Linked DNA regions of Mus musculus: regions 1, 2, 3, 4, 5 and 7 are each linked to region 6. The links are chromatin contacts, called in public promoter capture Hi-C maps. All regions are on one chromosome and are shown on one strand. The core of a region is the stretch at or near the end of the contact, and the rest is flanking DNA. Distances in the headings are between cores, read along the strand shown.

What was found. Promoter capture Hi-C pulls out the DNA fragments that hold promoters and counts their contacts. Capture Hi-C pulls out chosen DNA fragments and counts their contacts.
Region 1: a contact with region 6 is called in a promoter capture Hi-C map of pre-B cells. The contact joins the promoter of S100a10 here to the promoter of Mrpl9 in region 6. A contact is called at or near these places in 3 of 39 promoter capture datasets (the C10 cell line, cranial neural crest and pre-B cells) and 3 of 115 datasets of contacts at active chromatin or transcription factors (embryonic stem cells, memory CD8 T cells and neural tube).
Region 2: a promoter capture Hi-C map of neural stem cells shows a contact between it and region 6. The contact joins the promoter of 4930481B07Rik here to the promoter of Mrpl9 in region 6. A contact is called at or near these places in 11 of 39 promoter capture datasets (the 3T3-L1 cell line, 3T3-L1-derived adipocytes, cranial neural crest and 8 more), 4 of 484 Hi-C or Micro-C datasets (the G1E-ER4 cell line, the N1E-115 cell line and cortical neurons), 7 of 115 datasets of contacts at active chromatin or transcription factors (effector CD8 T cells, embryonic forebrain, embryonic stem cells and 4 more) and 2 of 9 other capture datasets (liver and pancreatic islet).
Region 3: a contact with region 6 is called in a promoter capture Hi-C map of pre-B cells, with 2.1 times the contacts expected there. The contact joins the promoter of Psmd4 here to the promoter of Mrpl9 in region 6. A contact is called at or near these places in 3 of 39 promoter capture datasets (cranial neural crest, hippocampal neurons and pre-B cells).
Region 4: a contact with region 6 is called in a promoter capture Hi-C map of adipose tissue. The contact joins the promoter of Tmod4 here to the promoter of Mrpl9 in region 6. A contact is called at or near these places in 1 of 39 promoter capture datasets (pre-B cells), 1 of 115 datasets of contacts at active chromatin or transcription factors (embryonic limb bud) and 1 of 9 other capture datasets (adipose tissue).
Region 5: a contact with region 6 is called in a promoter capture Hi-C map of liver, with 2.8 times the contacts expected there. The contact joins the promoter of B230398E01Rik here to the promoter of Mrpl9 in region 6. A contact is called at or near these places in 9 of 39 promoter capture datasets (cranial neural crest, embryonic stem cells, frontonasal cranial neural crest and 5 more), 11 of 484 Hi-C or Micro-C datasets (the G1E-ER4 cell line, the N1E-115 cell line, cortical neurons and 3 more), 2 of 115 datasets of contacts at active chromatin or transcription factors (embryonic limb bud and neural tube) and 2 of 9 other capture datasets (liver and pancreatic islet).
Region 7: a contact with region 6 is called in a promoter capture Hi-C map of embryonic stem cells, with 4 times the contacts expected there. The contact joins the promoter of S100a11 here to the promoter of Mrpl9 in region 6. A contact is called at or near these places in 5 of 39 promoter capture datasets (the 3T3-L1 cell line, 3T3-L1-derived adipocytes, cranial neural crest and 2 more) and 1 of 9 other capture datasets (pancreatic islet).

Annotation. Positions count from the first base shown.
Region 1 is chr3:93,553,579-93,556,370 of GRCm38.p6, forward strand. S100a10 (S100 calcium binding protein A10 (calpactin)) reads left to right here and starts at 1,539. Exons shown (of 3, transcript NM_009112.2): 1 at 1,539-1,633.
Region 2 is chr3:95,014,186-95,016,969 of GRCm38.p6, forward strand. It overlaps 4930481B07Rik (a long non-coding RNA gene), which reads left to right and starts at 1,344. Exons shown (of 2, transcript XR_003954670.1): 1 at 1,344-2,092; 2 at 2,456-2,784. Zfp687 (zinc finger protein 687) reads right to left here and starts at 1,272. Exons shown (of 9, transcript NM_001357863.1): 1 at 1,135-1,272.
Region 3 is chr3:95,041,254-95,044,147 of GRCm38.p6, forward strand. It overlaps Psmd4 (proteasome (prosome, macropain) 26S subunit, non-ATPase, 4), which reads right to left and starts at 1,361. Exons shown (of 10, transcript NM_008951.2): 1 at 1,255-1,361. The coding sequence starts at 1,280.
Region 4 is chr3:95,123,076-95,125,849 of GRCm38.p6, forward strand. Tmod4 (tropomodulin 4) reads left to right here and starts at 1,439. Exons shown (of 10, transcript NM_016712.4): 1 at 1,439-1,503; 2 at 2,440-2,602; 3 at 2,745-2,774. The coding sequence starts at 2,480.
Region 5 is chr3:94,987,058-94,989,757 of GRCm38.p6, forward strand. B230398E01Rik (a long non-coding RNA gene) reads right to left here and starts at 1,400. Exons shown (of 4, transcript XR_003954666.1): 1 at 1-1,400. All of the region lies in intron 2 of Pi4kb (phosphatidylinositol 4-kinase beta), which reads left to right.
Region 6 is chr3:94,441,839-94,444,735 of GRCm38.p6, forward strand. It overlaps Mrpl9 (mitochondrial ribosomal protein L9), which reads left to right and starts at 1,498. Exons shown (of 7, transcript NM_030116.2): 1 at 1,498-1,656; 2 at 1,821-1,977; 3 at 2,749-2,873. The coding sequence starts at 1,513.
Region 7 is chr3:93,519,208-93,521,907 of GRCm38.p6, forward strand. It overlaps S100a11 (S100 calcium binding protein A11), which reads left to right and starts at 1,289. Exons shown (of 3, transcript NM_016740.3): 1 at 1,289-1,346.

The DNA of each region.
Region 1 (2,792 bases), core at 289-2,788, 890 kb before region 6:
ACATGTACATGGAGGCACATGCACAGACACACAATAACTTTTTAAAAAGCACTCCGACACCTCTATACCTCTATACCTGCCCAAAAGGTTATAATAGATTTTCAGATTAAAGAATCACAATGATTAATTGTTGAGTTCTTATCAAATGTTGCTTCCTCTGTGAATCAGACTGTTGCCCCACTATGGGGCCTTAGAAGCCCCTGTCCAACATTCTTGTACTGCTCATCAACCATAGGGAATTGTTTACAATATCTTCAGAAACCTCGGCGCTCTTTGAAAGAAGAAACTGATTCCCCATCTCTGAATCAACAGGCTCTAGCACAAACTAAACATTCTAAGGCTCATGCCCCAGAAAACCAGTGAGTAGGAGTATTCTAAATTCGATCACATTTTCCCTGAGATTTCCTCCACAGCTGCGACGACCTGGGGAGGCCTGTGGGAAGATTTGGAAGGAAAAACTGCTTTTGAAGAGCCAGAACTGAGGTTTCAGAGACCCTGGAGAAAACAGAGCTGATCCAAGTTGGATTTTCCTGACCTCTGCCGAGACTGTCACGTGGTGGCGCATAGAGAATTCCCTAATTCTGTTTATCCCTTTGGAATCTCTCATCCTTTCTAGGACTTCCCCTGGGAACAGGGGAAACCCCAGTGCTAGGGACTGGGCTGTGTCACCAATAACTGCATTTAATCCCAAACCACAAATAATGTTAAGTATCAGGGAAGGGTGTGGTTGTCAGTTAGGATACACTTCAGTCGTCTCTAAATATCTTCCAGAAGTTTCTTCCAAAGAGCTTTTTAGAGCCAAGTAGAGTCAAGAAGGGGGCTCCGAAACAGATCTTAGTAATATTGGCCACAGCTGAAACTATCGACCAAGCAAAATCACAAACTGTACCAGGAAAGGTGAACCCTGTAACAAAGAAGCTCCTGAAGCTGACAAGCACTAGGACACGCCCTGATCCTCACCACTCAGTGGTGGCAAGGCTAGGCTGAAGCCCAGGGGCCTTGCTTCTGCACTCAACACAGGCGACCCCAAGACCAGGTCCTAGAGCAAGCTAGGTGTAGAAGCGTTCCTCCTGCTTATCTAGGAAATTATTCCTAACCCTGCAGGTTCTCGCAGAGGCTCTTGGCTCTGGTTCTGGCCATTGTGCCTCCCGAGACGGCTGGATTCTTATTTCTACACTCACCCACTTTCTAAAATCAAACCTGAGAGGAAGGGCACGGCCCTGGATGAGAATGCCCTGAAATACTAAGAGCATTCTTCCGCAGGGACGTTTACAATAGGGCTGTCCCTGGGGACGGGCAAAGTTAGTCTGTTGGCAGAGTGGGAAGGGTGTGTGTGTGCGTGTGTGTTGCCTTGTGTTTTGGAGAGAGAAGGAGAGAGAGAGAGAGAGAGAGAGAGAGAGAGAGAGAGAGAGAGAGAGAGAGAGAGAGAGAGAGAGAGCGCTGGTGGGGCGGGGTGGGGGGCAGGAAGGGAGGGATGGGTGGGGAGGGCAGATGCCTGCCCTCCAGGCTCCTCCCGCTCCGGGGCGCCTCCGCCCTCTGTACCCGCCTCGCGTACAAAGACGCGCGGTCTTCGGCACTAGCCTCATCGTGGTGTGCCCAGCTCTTCCAAGGACTGCTGCGCTTCGGGGCCCAGGTGAGTCCCGCACCTAATATCTGCCCTCTGGGAACCCCACACCCGCTTGCTTCGGCCTCCAGCCAGGCTTCGCGAGGAGCCGCGCCCCGCGAGCCTGGGTGGGGCCACCCCTCCAGCTCGCACACTGCTTCGGATGCCCCCAGACTCGCTGGGGCGGAGGCCAGTCTTGTCTGGAGCTACCCCATCCTGGCGTTGGAGCCGCTGTTCTGTTCTCCTTTTCGGCATGTGGTTCTTCATTCTCATCTTTTCTACTTTGCAACTAGTCTTAGAGTTAACTGGAGTTTAGCAGAACCTGCTTGCGCTCTGTCCTAGTTGGCAGTTCCATGAAGCTTCAGGCTACAGGCAGAGCTCAGGCTGTTTGAGCCGCTTTGGCCAGGGAGGACTGGAGGCTTGGCAGCTGGAGGATTCCCTTTCTGAAGGACCCTGCTCTGCTTGTTGCCTTAGCCTCAGTGCAAATTCCAGGTTGCTTCGGAAGGATCTTTAAAGTAGGACTTTCTGTCTCTCTACCAAGTGTTCCTCTAGCTACTCGGATTAAATAAAGGGAACCAGAGAGAGATGGAACGAGAGAGCAGGCTTGGTGAAGAATCTTCAGTCTGGGATTAATTTTCATGTGGTGCAGTGAGAGGGACGTACCTGCTTCACGGCCTGAGCTTGGCAACAGGAATGACTGACCTCTTTCCTAGCCCTGCCTGGGAGGACTCTGGAGAAATTGCTGAGTGGGTGGCAAGCAAAACAGAAATGTGACAGACCAGCAGAGCCCGGATCCACATTCTGAAATCCACAGGACCCACCTCCCTCATTTTCCTACCCCCACCCCCCACCCCAGGAAAGCCAGACACATTCTGCAGGGTGGGGCTAGCACAAAGGGTTCCTGGATTCTCCTAGTGATCTGTGGCCTGTGACTCAGCTGTGAGACCTTGGGTGTGGCCTAGCTGGTTGCTGATTCTCTGTGGATGGTTTGAACAGATCGCTCCCTGAAGGAAAAGAGGAACTGTGCCATCTTCCAGGGCATTTTCCAAGAGGAAATGAGTCACAACTAACTGGCCACCAACCTGCAGGAGGGGTTTCTTGTCTGAGCTGCCTGGAAGGGCAGTAATTAGACTGGCAGAACCATTCCAAGTCTGTCTCTCTCCCCCCCGCCCCCCCCATTCCCCAAGCT
Region 2 (2,784 bases), core at 94-2,593, 570 kb after region 6:
AGTGACTTGGAGGTCATCCGATAGCCACCTGGAGCAGACAGTGGGCCAAACACAGAGGCTTAAGGCCAATGAAGATCCTCCACTCAGCCGCCAGGCCTGTGGAGCTGCCATCTCCCTACCTACTTTCCCCCTCTGTTCTTCAAAAGCAAAGGGGGCTTAACAAGAAAAGGGTGAACAGACACCGGTAGGGTGGGGGCTCCATTGCCCTTTGCCCAAGGCCTACAGCGCAGAGCAAAAGGAAGGGGCCAGAGCACGGCCAGGGGCGATTAGGTTGCGGCCAAGCTGGGCAGCGGGCGGCATTTAAGTCCCTGCCATCTGCCAGGGACTGGCGCGGAAAGTAAGTCCGGGGTTTCGGGTAGGGGACAAGAAGTACATTTAAAAACTAAAGGGTAAACTGAGGCGAGTGGTGCTTCTTTCACTTTCACCGGCTAAGAACTCAAGGGAGGGCCTCGGTGAGGCCAGGCCCTTAGGATCTGCGGCGCTGCACATTGGGGGCCAGGACTCCCCGGCAGTGGGGAGTGGCGCGAGGGGAGTGGAGACACAAGAGGGGGCGGTCCCTGCGTGATTCTAAGCTCTGCAGCCAGGTCAGTCCAGACTCGAACCTGGTCCCCTTCATCTCTGCGCGCCGGGCAGCTTGCCCTGTCTCTGACCCCCAGAGGCTCTCCCCAGACCCGAGTGACTGCAAGGAGCTCGCCAGGATCGAGGCGCTAGCCTGAGTCCTGCCTGGGTCCGGACGCTGACCAGCACCCGGTCGGGATGCAGGCTCCTCTCCTGCTGGGCCCAATTCCCCCGCCCCCACCGCCCGGCACGGACACCATTTTAGGTCGCGACATCCCGCAGCCTCGAGTCCCCCGGCCGCACTCTGACTGCCTCTCAGTCTAAGAGCGCCAGGACTTAGGGGTCCAGGAACCCCCTCCCACGTTACCAGGCTAGGGGGCCGTGCTTCCAGCAAACTGGAGTTCCCACCGGTGGTCCTCGAAGAAGAAGGCGGCGACCCGGCCAGGCCAGCAGCCGCCCCAGGGGGCGGCGGCACGGAGAAGGGGGTAGTTGACCAAGTGGGGGAGGGGCAGGGGTATTTACCCGCCCCCCCGGGGGGCGGAGCCAGGGGCGGGTATTTGCCGCGAGCGTGCTTACTTGTTCCGATCCTGGTGCGGGCTGAGACCCTACGGCCTCCTCCCGGTTCCAGCCGCCACCGCCGCTACCGCCGCCGCCGCCCTCCCCGCGGCCGCCGCTACTTCCTGCTTCTCTCCGCTTCGGCCTCCCCTCTCCCTCAGCTCCCTCCGTGCTCCTAGTCCGGGCTGCCCGCTTTCATACTCGCCATTGGCTAATGGACCTGTCATTCAACTGTGAGCCCCACCCAGTCCCGTATGGGATTGGCCCTCCATACCCCGCTCGGAACTGGCCCCTCATAGTCTTCTCATCACTATTGGACAAAGGGCCTGGGCCCTGTGGAGAAGGTTCTCCCCATTGGCTGCTCCGGAGTCCACCTGCCCTGTCTGAGCAGCCCGAAAGCCATTGGCCGCCGCCGCTGTCGCTTAGCAAGAAGCCAGCCTTAGTCTTCGCTTTGGGTTGCGAGGGGTGACTAGCTAGCTCAGAAGCGTAGCCATCCTCTCTCCATTGGTCGCTCGAAGCTGGACACTGTGCCTCACATCTACAAACTTAGGAACTCTAGCTGTATGGCGGCGCGTCTAGGGGAACCTCGTCGGCTCCGTGTGGAACCTGGGTGTTTTAAGTGTTCGTGCCGTTTCCTCAGGCTAAGCCGCGCTCGAACGGATGCGGTGCTGGGGGTCACAAAATGAGGTGCCACCCCCAAACATTACGTCATCGGGGTGACCATTGCCTGGGGTTCCTCGCAGTCTAAACTGCTTTATAATCCGGATGGATGCGGTTCTGGCGTCCGCCTGCCTCTGGGCGTACGCACCACGCACGGCCCCTCCCTCTGCGGGAGAGCTGGACAGACTTTGGGATTCCGAGTGTAAAAGAAACCGGAACCACCGAGACCTGAGACCTGGGACACGCTGCGACCGGAAGTGGGGGAGGTGACGTTGGGAAGTGCTGGCGTGGCCTGGGCCACAACCAAGGAGAGCTTAAGGTAGTATGCTGATAGGCTTCTTACGCGAGAGAAGGAGGGAGCCCAGATCTATTTCCCATTTAAGAGAGCTCCCTTTTCTCCGCCCCTGACGGGAGCTGGCATTACTGTTCCCGTTGAGCTTTCCCGCGCTTTGCTGCCCCGCCCCTTGGAGGTGGGAAAAGGGGCGGAGTCGCCAGGGAGACGAATTGCCTTGACACTCACCCACCTGCGCTGGCTCAGGTTTTTGCTGGATCCATCTGCAGGCCCAGTGTGCCACCTGGCGCGCTCTCTACCCTGGCCCCGCGCCGCCGCCGCCCACCGCGACCGCAGCCGTTTCAAATGACAAGGGTTTTTAAATTTCTGTTTTATTTTCACTTTTTGCAGTGTTCGGAGTGGAACCTAGTGCTTCACCCAGTCCAAGCAAGCAGCCCACCGACATAGCAGCTTGGCGAGTGTTTTTGTTTTGTTTTGGCGATACTGATTATTGGACGTTGGGAGTCGCACACGCTTGGCAGGTGCACTCGTAACACTGAAGCTACTCTATACCCTATCACTTTTTGGGACAGGGTTTCCACTAAGTTGTCCTGCCTGCCTAGTAACTAGGGCTACACTGTTGCGCCATCAGGCCCAGGTTTGGGTAAAGCTTTTAAAAGAAGGCTCTGTTACCTCCCCTTGGACTCCCATAGCAGTGGATCCAAAAAATTCAGGCTTAT
Region 3 (2,894 bases), core at 111-2,610, 600 kb after region 6:
AAGAAGGCAGCAGCAAACAACATGGGTGCTTGGAACCAAACTCTGTGCTCTTACCCACCCAACCATCTCACCACCCTCAACAAGTAACTATTTTGTTGTTGTTTTTGTTTTATTTTACCACCTTTTGAGACAGGGCTTCTCTGCATGTCCTAGAACTTGCTCTATAGACCAGGCTGGCCTCAACCCCTAAGAGATCCACCTGCCTCTGCTGCCCAAGTGCTGGGATTAAAGGTGTGTGCCACTACTGCCCGGCCCCAACAAGTAACTTGTAAGAGCAATATTTGGGTTGGACTTAAAATTCCCTTTCATACTAAAAAATCACTCATGATTTGCTTGAAATTCAAATTTAACTGGGCATTCTGGTAGTCTTATTTTGAGACAGAACCTTGCTAGGTAGTCCTGATCATGAAAACTCCCTGTCTCATCCTCCAAGTGCAGGAAACCAAGCTTAAGCCATCCTGCATTTAGGTGGCAGTGCTAGCCAATCTCCAAATGAAAACATGGGCCTAGTGACTCAAGTTTTTAATCCTACATACTCATTCCAAGTTCAAGGCCAACCTGTGCATCTTCTCAAATAGCGACTTCAAAGCCAGTCTGAGCTACAGTGTCAAAGCTCCATCTAAAACAATAATGATGACAAATAATAAATGCAATCCAGGTGTGTGATGAGGCTCATTGGTAGAGCACGTTCCCAGCGTTCACAATGCTCTGGATTCAATTCCCAGAAAACACAAAACAAAGTCCTCTTGTAGCCCTGAAAAAAAATATGTTCTCAGCTTTCTATTTATTTTCTTGTCCTCAGTTTCTAATCTAACTCTTAATAGGTACTCATCCCAAGTATAAACCTGATAAAACCTAGTTCATCCTGCTTATCACGGCCTCTTAATTTGCTGTGTGACTACAGCGGATCCCCTAAAGTCCTTCCGACTCATTATGAGACAAGGACTATTTTCCAAGAATGCGGTTGTGAGGTTTACATGCGATAAAGTACAGAGAAAAGAAAAACTTGGAGGCGAGTGGAGGGGGCAGTTGGCCTCTGCTTTATGGGAGACCTGAAATTCAGGGAAGGGAACAGGAGTTCCCGGGCCTGCGTTCCTGGGCCGGGATGACTCAGGGAGTCGTCTGCCAGAGTCCCGCGGGCCCCGAAGCCACATCTCGCCCGGCGACCCAGTCCCCAGCCCAGGCCCTCGGGTTTCGGCGCCACGCGCACCAACAACCCAGACGCGCCCCCCAGCCACGTCCGAAGCTCCTCACCAAACCATAGTGCTCTCCAACACCATCTTGCCTCCTTCCCTCTGCGGACCGGCTCCGGGACTGACAAACAACAGCACCTCCGATTGGCCTGGTGCTCATCACCAATCAAAGAACTCAGTCTTCATGCTGCCCCGCCTCCGCGCCCCGCGGTGTGTTCTGGGACTTGTAGGCGCCACAGAAATGGAAAGGTTGGTTATCCAATAGAGTTGGCTACCTTCGCAGCAGCTTCCGGAACAGCTGTAAGCTCTCTGCACTCGCCTGGCAGCAACACTCCAGTGTGAGGCAGGAGAGCTGTAATTTACCCCCTCTTCTGCTCTCTTTCTTTTGTATATTTGGGTTTTTGATTTGTTTTTGTTGTTACGGTTTGAAAAAGGATGACAGCAATTCGCTGTGGAGCTCAGGCTAATAAACTCTATTGCTTCACCTCCCAGTGCTGTTTACAAGGGGCACACTCATGCTAAGATCTGAACTGCAATTTCCAGGCCAACGTGGGCAACATAGCTACTACGTAGTGACACTGCCTCGAACACATAACAGACACTCATGAGTGCATACACTACTGTGGATATGTCAGTCCAAGCATAATCACTTAAAAAGTGTGTCAGCATCGTTAACCACATTTTAACTTCCTGTTTCCCATTGCACTGTGTTTATGCAACTGCTACAAACACTTGTATCCTCAAATTCGATTTACCTATCTACTGCCTACCAAAAAAAAAAAAAAAAAAAATCTATGCAATTCCTAACTCCAGTATTGAGTCTGACAGGATGAAGGAATCCAGAAAAGTTTTGACCAATTAAAAAAAAAAAAACAAACCAAAAAAAATTTTTAAGCGTTTGTGTGTGTATTCAGGCCCTGCAGAGGCTGGAAGAGAATATCAAATCCGGAACTGGAGTTCCAGGCAGCTGTGAGCTGCCTGTCTTGAGTTCTGGGAACCGAACTCTGGTCCTCTAGGAAGAGCAGTAAGCGCTCTCTCATAAGCACTGAGTCATTTCCCCAGCCCGCAGTAAACACCATGTAATCACCCAAGGAACGAAGGATAGCCAGCAAGTTATTTTGGTTTGTTAATTAACCTTTAACACCAACCCTTGGGAAGCAGAGGCAGGCATCTGTGGGTTTTAGACCAGCCTGATCTATATAATGAGTTCCAGGGCAGCCAGGGTTATACACAATAAGACCTTTTCTGGGGGTCAAAGAAAAGAAGACCTGTTGGCACTTGCCTGCGATCCCACCTATATAATGGAATGATTACAAATTCATGGTCATCTTGGAAATTTAGTGAGAGAATTCTCAAAAATAAAAAGGGAGAAGGGCTTAAAAGATGTCTCATAGTTAAGAGTCCATCCTGTTTTAGTAGAGGAGTAGCATTCTGTTCCCACCATCCATATGGGGTGGCTAACAGCTGCTTACAATTCCAGCCCCAGGGGACTTGATGACTCCTTCCGGCCTCTGTGGTTATTCAAGTAAACACACACACACACACACACACACACACACACACACACACACCTACACACACCTACACATACACACAGCGAGAAAGAGAGAGAGAAACATATATACACACAGAGAGAACATACACAATACACACAGACACCTTAAAAAATAAGAACTTAAAAATGAACGAGTACCTGAGGAG
Region 4 (2,774 bases), core at 189-2,688, 680 kb after region 6:
ATAAATAAACCACAAGTTCTTGCTAATTTATCCAGACTAATTTCAGACTCCTGGGCTCAAGCAAGCCTCCCATGTCAACCTTCCAAGCGCTGGGCCTAGAGGGGTAAATCACTGTTCCTGCTCTGTCCTTTTAAGTAGCATGTATTTACTAAGTAGTGGGTGTCATAAAGATGCCTGCACTCATGTCTATCATTTTTATTACACTTACCTGGGTTATCCATATTTAACTCTCTTAGTCTGTCTTAGTCAGGGTTCCTATTCCTGCACAAACATCATGACCAATAAGCAAGTTGAGGAGGAAAAGGTTTATTCAGCTTATACTTTCCACATTGCTGTTAATCACCAAAGGAAGTCAAGCAGGTCAGGGAGCAGGAGCTGATGCAGAGGCCATGGAGGGATGTTACTGGCTTGCTCAGTTTGCTCTCTTACAGAACCCAAGACTACCAGCCCAGAGATGGTCCCACCCACAAGGGGCCTTTCCCCCTTGTTCACTAATTGAGAAAATGCCTTACAGCTGGATCTCATGGAGGCATTTCTTCAACTGAAGCTCCTTTCTCCATGATAACTCCAGCCTGTGTCAAATTGACACATAAAACCAGCCAGTACATAGTCTCTTAAATACCAGAACAAAATCCTTACACTGAGTGTGTGTGTCTCTGTATGTGTCTATGTATACAACCACGTGTCGGGTGGTGCACCTATGCAGAGGCCAGGCAGGGTCATCTGTAATTCCACCTATCCTTTGAGACAGGCTCTCTTTCTGAACCTGGGCTCCTGTTCTCTAGGCTATCAGGAGCCAGCAAGCCCCCAATGTTCCTGTGTCTGCCACCCTGTTATGCTGTTATGTAGGTGCGGGGACCTCACAATTGTGCAGCAGTCTTAACCACCTGAGACCTCTCTCTCTCTCGTTTTTTCAGGACATGGTTTCTCTAGCCCTGGCTGTCCTGGAACTTGTTCTGTAGACCAGGTTGGACCTTGAACTCAGAAATCTGCCTGTCTCTGCCTCCCAAGTGCTACGATTAAAGGCATGTGCCCCCTCTCCCTTTTAAAAAAGTTAAAAAGGAAAAAAAAATTACTACAAGGCTTTGAGCTCACCATGAAGTTCATGCTGCTCTCCGTCTTGTAGCAGTCCTATCTTAGTGTCCCCTGTCAAGGGAATTCAGGTGTGAGGCACAATGGCTGTTACATTGATACATCATCTTCTATTCAGTGCTTTGAGCAGAACTGGTACCCTACCGTAGGAGTCATCTGATTCTCCACTGGAGGACTCTGCTTGCAGGGAAAGAGGACATGTCATGGCTGATACTGGCCACTAGAGGCTCTCAGGGCTGGGCAAGGTATGGGGTCTGTGTATATGTGATCTCCCACCACTCCCCACCTGGCCAGAGCTAAAATAATAAAATGCTGAGCTCACTGTTCCCCCACGCTCTCCCCCGGCACCAGACTCCTCCTGCTGACCGGACAGTGTCCCAGTAGAACAGACGGACCAACTGACAAGGGGAGGTGAGAGGTGACCATTGGGACTGGTAGGTGGGAACAAGGGGTCTTACGGGTGAGAGCCTGGTGGGAGATGGCAGAGTGGGCCTAGGGGAAGAGAGTTGGCATGTCTCTGCTGTGTCCTGCCGCCGATGTTTCTGTCTTGACTCTGTAGCTGCCTTGTCAGTGCCTCACGCTCAGTATCACCTTCCATGTTGAGTGTGGTATGTATTTAGAGCTTGACTGTTTTTCCCACTGAAAGGTGGTGCAAGTTTATCATCCCACCTCCTCATTTAGAAGACTTTTTTTTCTTCTTCTTCTTCTTTTACCCAGGGTTCCAGTGTCACCTTTCTGGTGACAGATTATGGGAACCGAATGCCTTCTGAGGCCACACTGCCCTTCCCCCAATCTGGAAGTGCCCCAGCTTCTAAGCCTTACTTTCCCTTCTGATTTAGACTTTTAGCAAACACAGAAAGTGAGGTCTTGGTCCTTGACAATGAAGGAGGGAGTGAGGGTGTCATTAGAGGCAACCACTCTAACCCAGTCAAGCCTCCTTGCTTACCAGTTTCCAACAGGCCTGGGTAATGGGGAAGAAAGGAGGAATTTTCCTGGAGCTCTCTGCCTCCCCCTCCCACCTTTCAATAGGAACTGGGCGTGGAGCCAGCTGTGCTGGCAGGGCCTCCAGCAGCTGTGTCAGGGCAAGAGACGTTGCCGGGTAAGGTTGTAGGGGAGGGTGCTACCAGGATTTCTCCATCGCACGGTGGGTGGATAGACCCAGCCTGGAGACTAGAATCCCCATCTAGAATGGCTAGAAAGTGCAGGGACTAGGAGGGAAACTAACAGTGAACTATCTGATTTTCCCATCCCTGGCAGACTCTAGTCTCTAAGGTCAGTGTCCTAACTATGGCTGGACTTCTTGTGCCCTCAGTGTCCACATCCAACAACTTTTCTCATGTCCCCCAGGCTGTGAGTGTCACACCGTGGGGAAGGGGTAGGGGCCACCATGTCATCCTATCAGAAGGAACTGGAGAAATACAGAGACATCGACGAAGATGAGATCCTAAGGACCCTGAGCCCTGAAGAGCTAGAACAGCTGGACTGTGAGCTACAAGAAATGGATCCTGAGGTAGGAGCACAGGCCAGGGCATCCCTTTGTATGTGGGAAGGAGTGATTCTAGGTAGCTGAGAACAAGACATGAAATCCCAAAAGGACCAGGGAATATCTGTCTGGAGAGTGCTTAATTTGTTCCCCAAAATTCATCCCTAAGAACATGCTCTTGCCAGCTGGCCTGAGACAA
Region 5 (2,700 bases), core at 150-2,649, 550 kb after region 6:
TAGCTGTTTCCCTGTACAGTGTGCAAAAGGATGGAGGATAAAATACTGTTCTTGGACTAGGAACTGATAAAGTTTAACAAAGCTCTAGCTCCAATATAAGGATCTAGTTAGTGTATATCTTGATTAAAAAGTTTACGGAAGCATTAAGTATGCACGTGCCTTACTAAAATGAACTACACATTTTTCTAAAGCCCAGGCAAGACATTGTATAGGAGAATTCCTGGGTGTGCCCTGACACTGGCTCCCAGTCTTGGTTGTCCTTGCGGGTTCTGGTTAATCCCGTGTTCCTCCCACTATGGAGGAGCTCCAGAAGAGTGAAATGGGGGCTCCGGGAGAGAAGAGGCCCAGGGCTACTTTCTTCCTGGAGTCTCCATACAAAACTCTTCTTCATTGGCCAGATCTCACAGAAGTTTCCATGTTCTTATGAGGATTCCTTTATGTTCCCTACAGACTCACATACACCCCCCCCAAAAAAGCAGTTCTTAGCCTCAATTTTCCTTCCTATTTGTAGCCAAATGATAAATATTTTGCCATAGAGTTGGCAAGGTGGCACAAGAATCAGAGAGTGATTTAGGAACCAACCCTTAATCACACCCTCCCCTACATAATGACACTTCAAAGAGATTAGCTTTGTCTTTTCAGGACTGTAACCTTTGTACAGAGGCATCTGCTGCATGTCACACTGGAAGCCTTTCCAGCCTGATAAGGGTGTGATGTCAGCTCCTGGCTTCAGCTTCACTCCCTGAAGCTGACTCAGTACAAGTGACTCAGGCCCAGGGAGTAGGAGGAGAACAGATCATGAGACCCTACTGTCTGCCATGGACATTAATGAGCCCACTGGGGCCTGTCTGGGAGAGGATCAGCTAGGCCAATTTTCTGCCTTTTTTCTTCTGCAACTAGCATAAGTATAGAAGTTGGACCAGCAGATTATAACAGATTCTGACATCTTCACTGCCTCTTTCCTTCCCACTTCTACCCAAAGTAGAAGAGTTGTAGCCTTAGCAGGGTGTTTCCAAGTGTGACTACACCCTGCAAATGATCTTCTGCCTAAATTCTTGAGGAAAACCCAAATGTAGTGCCTCTATCAAGAACTTCAGTCATAGAATTGAATTAAGCAGAGGCTTGAAATGCTAGCTATAGAACAGAGTGCAATGGCCACTGCCTTCTTGCTCTAGGAATTCTCAAGACTTTCCTTTAGTCCAGACCCCCCTCTCTTGCTCCTGTTCCTGCTGCCTGCCCAGGTAGGATATAGTGTATAGAATCCAGGATGGATGGCCCAGTCCATGAGTGCTATTCCACGATTACTGAAGGAGCTGTCCCTCACTTTGTTCCCAGATACCAGCTAGCACAGGGGAGGGATGTTGTTTATTTTGTAATTTTTTATTTGTTTTCTAAGAAAGACTCAGTATGTAGCCTGGGCTAGCCTTGAGCTCTTGATCCGCCTGCCTCAGCCTTGTAAGTACTGAGGTTACAAGCATGTGTTACTGCCCTCAGCTGAGGTGATATTTAGATTATTGGGATCTAAACTTTGGGCTGGAATCAAGATTGCCACCGCCCTTCTAATTAGCTTTCTCAGGTGGATTTAGTTAGGATCTAATTGTCCAACATACATCAAAAAATACAATATATTTAGTGTCATGTGCAGTAGCCTGATAGTAAGCCTAAGAAGGTTTGGAAGAGATAAGACTGCATTTTTTGAGCATCCAGCCCACAGCTTTCAGGTTCATGGGTTTGGGATGCCCTTTGTCACACAGGTTCAAGGTTGGGATTAGGCTTCCTAGGGTGATCGCAGGGCTGACTGAGAGGAGTTTAGCTCTTCCTGAGATTACCAAGAAGCTACAAGAACATCGACTTTGTACCACAAGGGTCTTGCAGTTTTTGGTTGTCCCCTTGAGGACAGGGTTGGTTGAAGGCATGTGAGTGAGTGGTATGAAAGAAGTGAGCCTCTAGGATTTTGATCTAAAAGGAAGATTTGTTCAGGTAAGAACAGGAGATAAAACAGAAAACAGAAGGTGCCTTGGCCTTCAGCTTTTGATCTCAAGGTCTGAGCTGGCCTTCCAACATCCCACAGATGTCTAGACTCTGGGCAACTGGCAGTTTCAGGCTGACTGTCTTTCACTAAAGCAGATATAGCTGCACAAGAGAAGCAGTTATGAACCAAGTTGGAGCTAAATTCTTTGCCTTTGTCTCTTTCCCTCCCCCCAACCCCACCCTTTCTTCCCCTTGCCCTCTGGCCCTTTCCCAGGAGCTCTCCTCCAGCACCGAGAGTATTGATAATTCATTCAGTTCCGTAAGTGGGGCCAGGCTGGGACTGGGTGGCAGGCTCCACACGTGGCCGCATTTCCTCTCCGTCCCATGTCTTCTAAGACCAATGAAGACCCCTTTGACTCCCAGAGATTCGTATCTCCCTGCCAGGCTTTCAGACCTGGCGGCATTCCCTCTGAGCTTTAGTGCCCTGACAGGCTCAGCTGATCCTTTGCTCACAGACGGCAGCTGGAATGTTGTGCTGCTTAGTCCTAGCCCCTCGGTCTCTGGAGCAAACAGCTGGGAGAGGTAGAATTTACTCCTGGATTAGAGCCAAGGACTGCTTGGCAGAAACCTCCAGTATCCCATTTCTCCCACCAAGAACCCTTTCCTTATGGCTTCTGCCATCAGCCCATCAAATATTTATTCAGTTTTCTAAATGTTAGACCCTGTGCT
Region 6 (2,897 bases), core at 248-2,747:
ATGAGAAAGGAAAAAGCTCACAAGGCCTCAACCCTAGACAAAGAGCTACAGGCAAGAAAAGAATGCTGAGAACAGGAGAAATAATCTTCCCCAGGGAAGAGCACACCAGTTGGTTACCCAATACGAAATGATCAGCCCTGAAAACATACATACGTACAAGTAAGAATGTACAGACTGAGCAGATTATATTTATATATTTAAGAATGTATAAACACAAATATAAATAACAAGGGGAAAGAGTCCATGAATCTGAGAGAGGAGGAGAGGGGTTAGAAGGAGAAAAAGGGTAAAATTATATAATCTCAAATATACAAACGTGTAAAAATTTTAAAATAATAAGATGTTTCAAAGAATGGAGGAAAACAAAACAACAAAATGGAATTCTCATCAGCTGTAACAGGAACACCTGCAGGTAGGGCAGTTTATAAAGAATGGGGCATACATTACGTTTTAAATGTCTGTTAGACATATAAGATGATGATGAATAAGAAGTTGGGTATTCCAATGTGAAGTTTGTGGGAGCCTAGGATAAGAATTTGGACATCACTGGCATATAAATAGCGGTTAGCCATAAGGTGAACTGAGAGCATCAAGACACTGGATACTAAAAAGAATGAAATTCCACATACTGAGTGCTGGGTGCAAACAATTAAAAGACTGTTGAAGACTTGTCCTGAATACCAAGGAAATGCGTGTAGGTCAGTCTATGTAAGTGCACATAAAATGGAGTGTAGCACATCTTTCCACACTCCTTTATAGACCCTCATTTTATAACCATCTATTAAGCACAAAGACTCCACAGAAGGACCTGCTTGTGCCTAACAGTAGTTTCTTTTTCTCTACAGTTTGTCTCCTGCAACTCTTTAAATATTAGCTTAAATACAATAGTAACAATATCATGGAAAGTTGCAGAGTTTTTAGAGGATCCCATCCTTCGACTACTTTTAGAAAGATTCAAGGGAAAATTGAGAGTGACATCCATATTTTAGTGTTCAGAAATTATAGCATGTCAAAATTAGAAGTGATCCCAGTACCTAGAACTAAACCAAACCACTTATATTGTTATCATTGGTTTTTATGGATAAAAATCCTCCTCCTCACCAGTTAATTATTATTATTGGTCTCGCTATGTAGCCCTGGCTGGCCTAGAGCTTGAGATGTAAACCAGATTAGCTTGAACTTGTCCTGCAGGAAGATTACAGGGTGCGCCAAGCCCCCTCCGCCTCTTTTTTTAAAAGTGAAGCCAAAAAAAAAAAAAAAAAAAAAAAAAAGTACGTTTTCCACTGTCGGTCCACGCAAAGCTCTGTGGAAAGTGGTGACAAAAAAAAAAAAAAGCAGTTCTCTCCGCTGTCCTATCGTCGGCGTGCAAGGCGGGGTTGCGGCAACTCTCCCACTCCCCATGCCCAGGTCTCAGCGCAGCCTATATCTATACCACTCAGGCGCGCCGCGGGCAGCCCAGAGGCGCAGCTGCGCATGCGCGGGGTCCTTCTTCCGCCTGTCCGCTCCGCTGTCATGGCGGCCTCTGTGGCTCCCGGGGTTAGGACTCTGTGGTGGGCAGGTGCTGCTTGGCTGCGTCAAGGAGGCATCCGGGAGCTATTCCGGCCGCGAATTGAAGGGAGTACCCCGGGGCGTGACTTCAGTCTCTCTCATTATCAGGTGAGGGCCGGCTGGGGCTTGGGTCCTACACGGTGGGGGACAGGAGTGTCGTTCGTGCCAGACTCAGACTGCGGGGCTGGGGGGCAGACTTTCCTGGGGACGCCGGCGGGGTGGCGGGTTGTTCTCTGCGGACACTCGCTCACCCCAGCCTCCCTGACCACCAGAGCACGGTCATCGTGGAGCGCTGGTGGAAGGTGCCGCTCGCCGGGGAGGGCCGAAAGCCGCACCTGCACCGGCGTCACCGCGTGTATAAGTTGGTGGAGGACACGAAACACCGGCCCAAAGACAACTTGGAGCTCATCCTCACGCAGTCTGTGGACGGTAAGGCTTGGGCCCAGGTACTGACCCCTTCCCCTGTCCCTGTCCTCTGTCCCCTGCTCTTGTTTGACGTTAACCGCTTCCTGCCTCTCTTTTGTTGCTTTGTTTTTACTACTTTGTGGTTCTGGTGAGAAAAAAAAAGTCACGGAAAATTAAAACGTGTGTGCAATATTGTTAACTGTGTAAAGAGAAGCCTAACAGTTCGCAGCACAAACAGTGACATTCTTTGATTGAACAGCTCAGTCTGCACCAGTTTTTAAGCTAGACGTGTGACAAGTGTAGTTCCTAATAAATGCATGGTGTGTGTGTGTGTGTGTGTGTGTGTGTGTGTGTGTGTGTGTGAGAGAGAGAGAGAGAGAGAGAGAGAGAGAGAGAGAGAGAAAGAGAAAGAAGGGGGGCGCCAAAGGTCCACCTTATTTGATACAGGGCATGAGTTGAGCCCCCAGGGATGTAGGTATTACCTCCCCTCAGTGCTAAGGTTATGGACAATATCCAAACTCAGATCCTCTATGCAGCTGGCACTTTAACGACTGGACCTTATAACCTGCCCTAGTAAATTGACGGTGGTGGTGGTGGTGGTGTTTGTAAGGAAGAATAAAAACTGTGAGAAAGTAAGGGCTGTCTCTTTTCTATGCCCCTCCCTTTTGGTGATGCTGGAGATGTACCCCAAGGCCTGAGTACACTAAGGCACAGCCTTTACCTGTGGCTGATCCCATGATCATCTTTTCCATAGCCTGCAGAGATTTCATCTGCCATTCCCGTTCTCATTGACAGAAATTGGAGTCCGGGGTGATCTGGTCTCAGTGAAGAAATCTGTGGGTCGTAACAAGCTCCTTTCTCAGGGACTGGCAGTGTATGCTTCTCCTGAAAATAGGAAGCTGTTTGAAGAGGAGAAATCGGTGAGCTCAAAGGACCAAGGGGTT
Region 7 (2,700 bases), core at 39-2,538, 920 kb before region 6:
AAGGGCCATGATTTTAGAAAATCGTGTAAGAAAGTAATTTTTTTAAAAACATGGTGCTAATGTTTTCAAATAAGGAAAATGGGAAAATGGTCACATCATCGGCAGAAATGGAAAGAGGGTGGATCTAATTATTTTTTGAATTATTGTTGGAAACACAAGAGTGTTTGTTTTGGTTTGGATTCTAATTTTCTTATGAGACAAAATCCTACTCTGTAACCCAAGCCGTTCTGGAATTCACTAGGTAGGCCACAGGCTGGCCTTGAACTTGCAGTAGTCTTCCCTCTTCAGCCTTGCACATGCTGAGATTATAGGCAAGGGCCACCATGTCTGACTTCAAGGGTTCCTAAACAAGAGACAGGAACTGTGACTGGTGAAATTGGGGGAGCAGAAACCAGGAAGCATTCACACAATGCCCTATTCACATCTACTCTGCAAGTTGTTCTTTTTTTTGGGGCGGGGGGTGTCTCCTTAAGGGCATCACTCTATGTGATAGACATTCTACGTGCCTTTACTAAGTGGTGAAGGCAGCATGGCTTGTTTATAGATGGGAAAATGGAAGCTCAGAGGGGCCAGTACTTGCCAAAAGTGCTGCAGTGATGTTGTGGACCAAGGATTAGAAGCTGGAAGTTTGTCATACAATTCCCAACTTTATTGAAACACAGACAGGAAAATGCCGCACTTGCACAGGGAGATGTTTAGCTGCAAGAGTTTTCTTAACTGTCATTTTAAAACTTGAAAGCAGGGTGAAAATTATCTCTAGACAATAATCACCAATATTCTGTTGGCAATAATCACTGCCCTTAGGTAGGCCAGATGGTGCACACCTATAATCCAGCACTTGGGATGCGGGGGTAGGAGGGTCCTAAGTTTGAGGCTAGCCTGTGCTACATAGAGAATCAAAGTCAGCTTTAGCTACTCAGGAATACCACGTGTCAGAAAAATTTAAAAAATCACAACTGTTTATTAAATTTCTTCAGTGTAGCAGGACAGCCCCAGCTCCTAGGGACCTACTTGATGAGCACGACTCACATTCTTTCTGCTTATCTGACCTGAACTGCAAATGGACACGTGCATAGAAAAAGAGCTAGGGGCATGACTTCCCCTAAAGCCAAAAATCTTTGAGATTCCAGGGAGAGAGGAACAGAGACCTGTTGAGTCACAGGGACTACAACCAGTGAGCTGAGTCTAGAGCACCGACATGGGGACAGGCCGAGGCCTGCGGAGGGGCGGGGGCCGGGGCGGGCACAGCCTGAGTCAGGCTGAGGGGCGGGACCCGGACCCCGACCGCCACTCCTGTCCCAGCCACCGTCAGCCACAGTCGCAGCCGGACCTCGCTCCTCAACTTGGTAAGCATAAGTTTTTGAACTTTTTAGATTTTTTTCTTTTTAATGAAAACAACAAAGAGCTACGCATGCTCTTGGCTGGGTGTATCTTGGACTAACGTGTGGACGTGGCAGAAAATGGATCGGGAAGATGAAACTGTGGGAGGCAATTAGAGAAGAGTGGAGGGCACGAGGAAGCCCTAAAATTACACCCTAATAACAGCCTGTGGGGAGAAACGGCGGTCTTTTGTTCTCCCGGGCAAAATAAGTTCTAGGCTGGGTGCGGCTGCCTAACTGGCCTGAGCCCGGGCTGGGTGCGGCCGCTAGACTCCCTGGGGCCGTGAGCCCCTGAACCCAACCAGTGGCGGCCGCCAGAGAGCTGCAGACTCAGTGAGAACTTGGGGCAGCGTCGCTAGGCGTTCATGAAGACTAGAAAGAAAGCGGTTCAGAACGTAGCCTTCCTGAATTCTGGGGGACTCAGCTGCGGGGAAACCGCAGGCAAACAGCCAAGACATACAGATGAGAAACCGGAGCCTGTTGCAGCCATTGGAACCACAGACAGGAATGTGGGAGGAGGCCAGTCCCTCCCAGCTCGCTCTTTTCCTCTCCCCCTTACTCCACTCCCAGCCATCTTTTTAGCCACTCCCTACATCACCTGCCTGTCTCCTACCTGCTACTTCAGTTCCCCTCGTTTCTTTAAAAAATGTTTCCAGTAATTCACATCCCCTCCAAAATCTACCCCTTCCTTTGACTCTTCAAAGAGGATCAGCAAATGTTGGAGAGAGGCCCAAGTGCGTTTTTGCCCTAGTCCCAAACTAATTATAGATTTTTATGTTTTTAAATGGTTGGAAGACATTCAAAAGGAAAAGAATCCCTTGTAATGCATGAGAATGGCATGAAAATCAAATGTATAGAGTTTACAGGCACCGCCACACCCTTTTGCTTTATGTATCCTCACCCTTGCTGCCTGACTATGGCAAGAGTGATAAGATCTTATGGAGCATAAAGAGCTAAAAAATATCCACAGCTGTCCCTTTATTGCAAATAACAGCAACAGAAAGCTTGCGGACCCCTGCTTTGGTGTGTCAGTCTTTCATCACTTCCTACTTATTGTTTCCTTCTTCCCCTTTTCATCACACAGGGTACCTAGGGCCCAGCACCAACAGGTTATGAGGTGAAAGGAGATAGATGAGACCCTGAACACTTGAAGGAAGAGCTTTGGTGCTGGTTGAGAAAGAGATAGTTGGTGTGGTTCCCTCTTTTTCACATATTTCTGTCAAGGGGAAGCTTCCCTGGAACGTTGGGTGTTTAGGTTGCGTTTTAAAAGGATCTCACTGCGTCCTTTCACAGTGGGGTTTTCCTTGCTGTCACTGTTCCC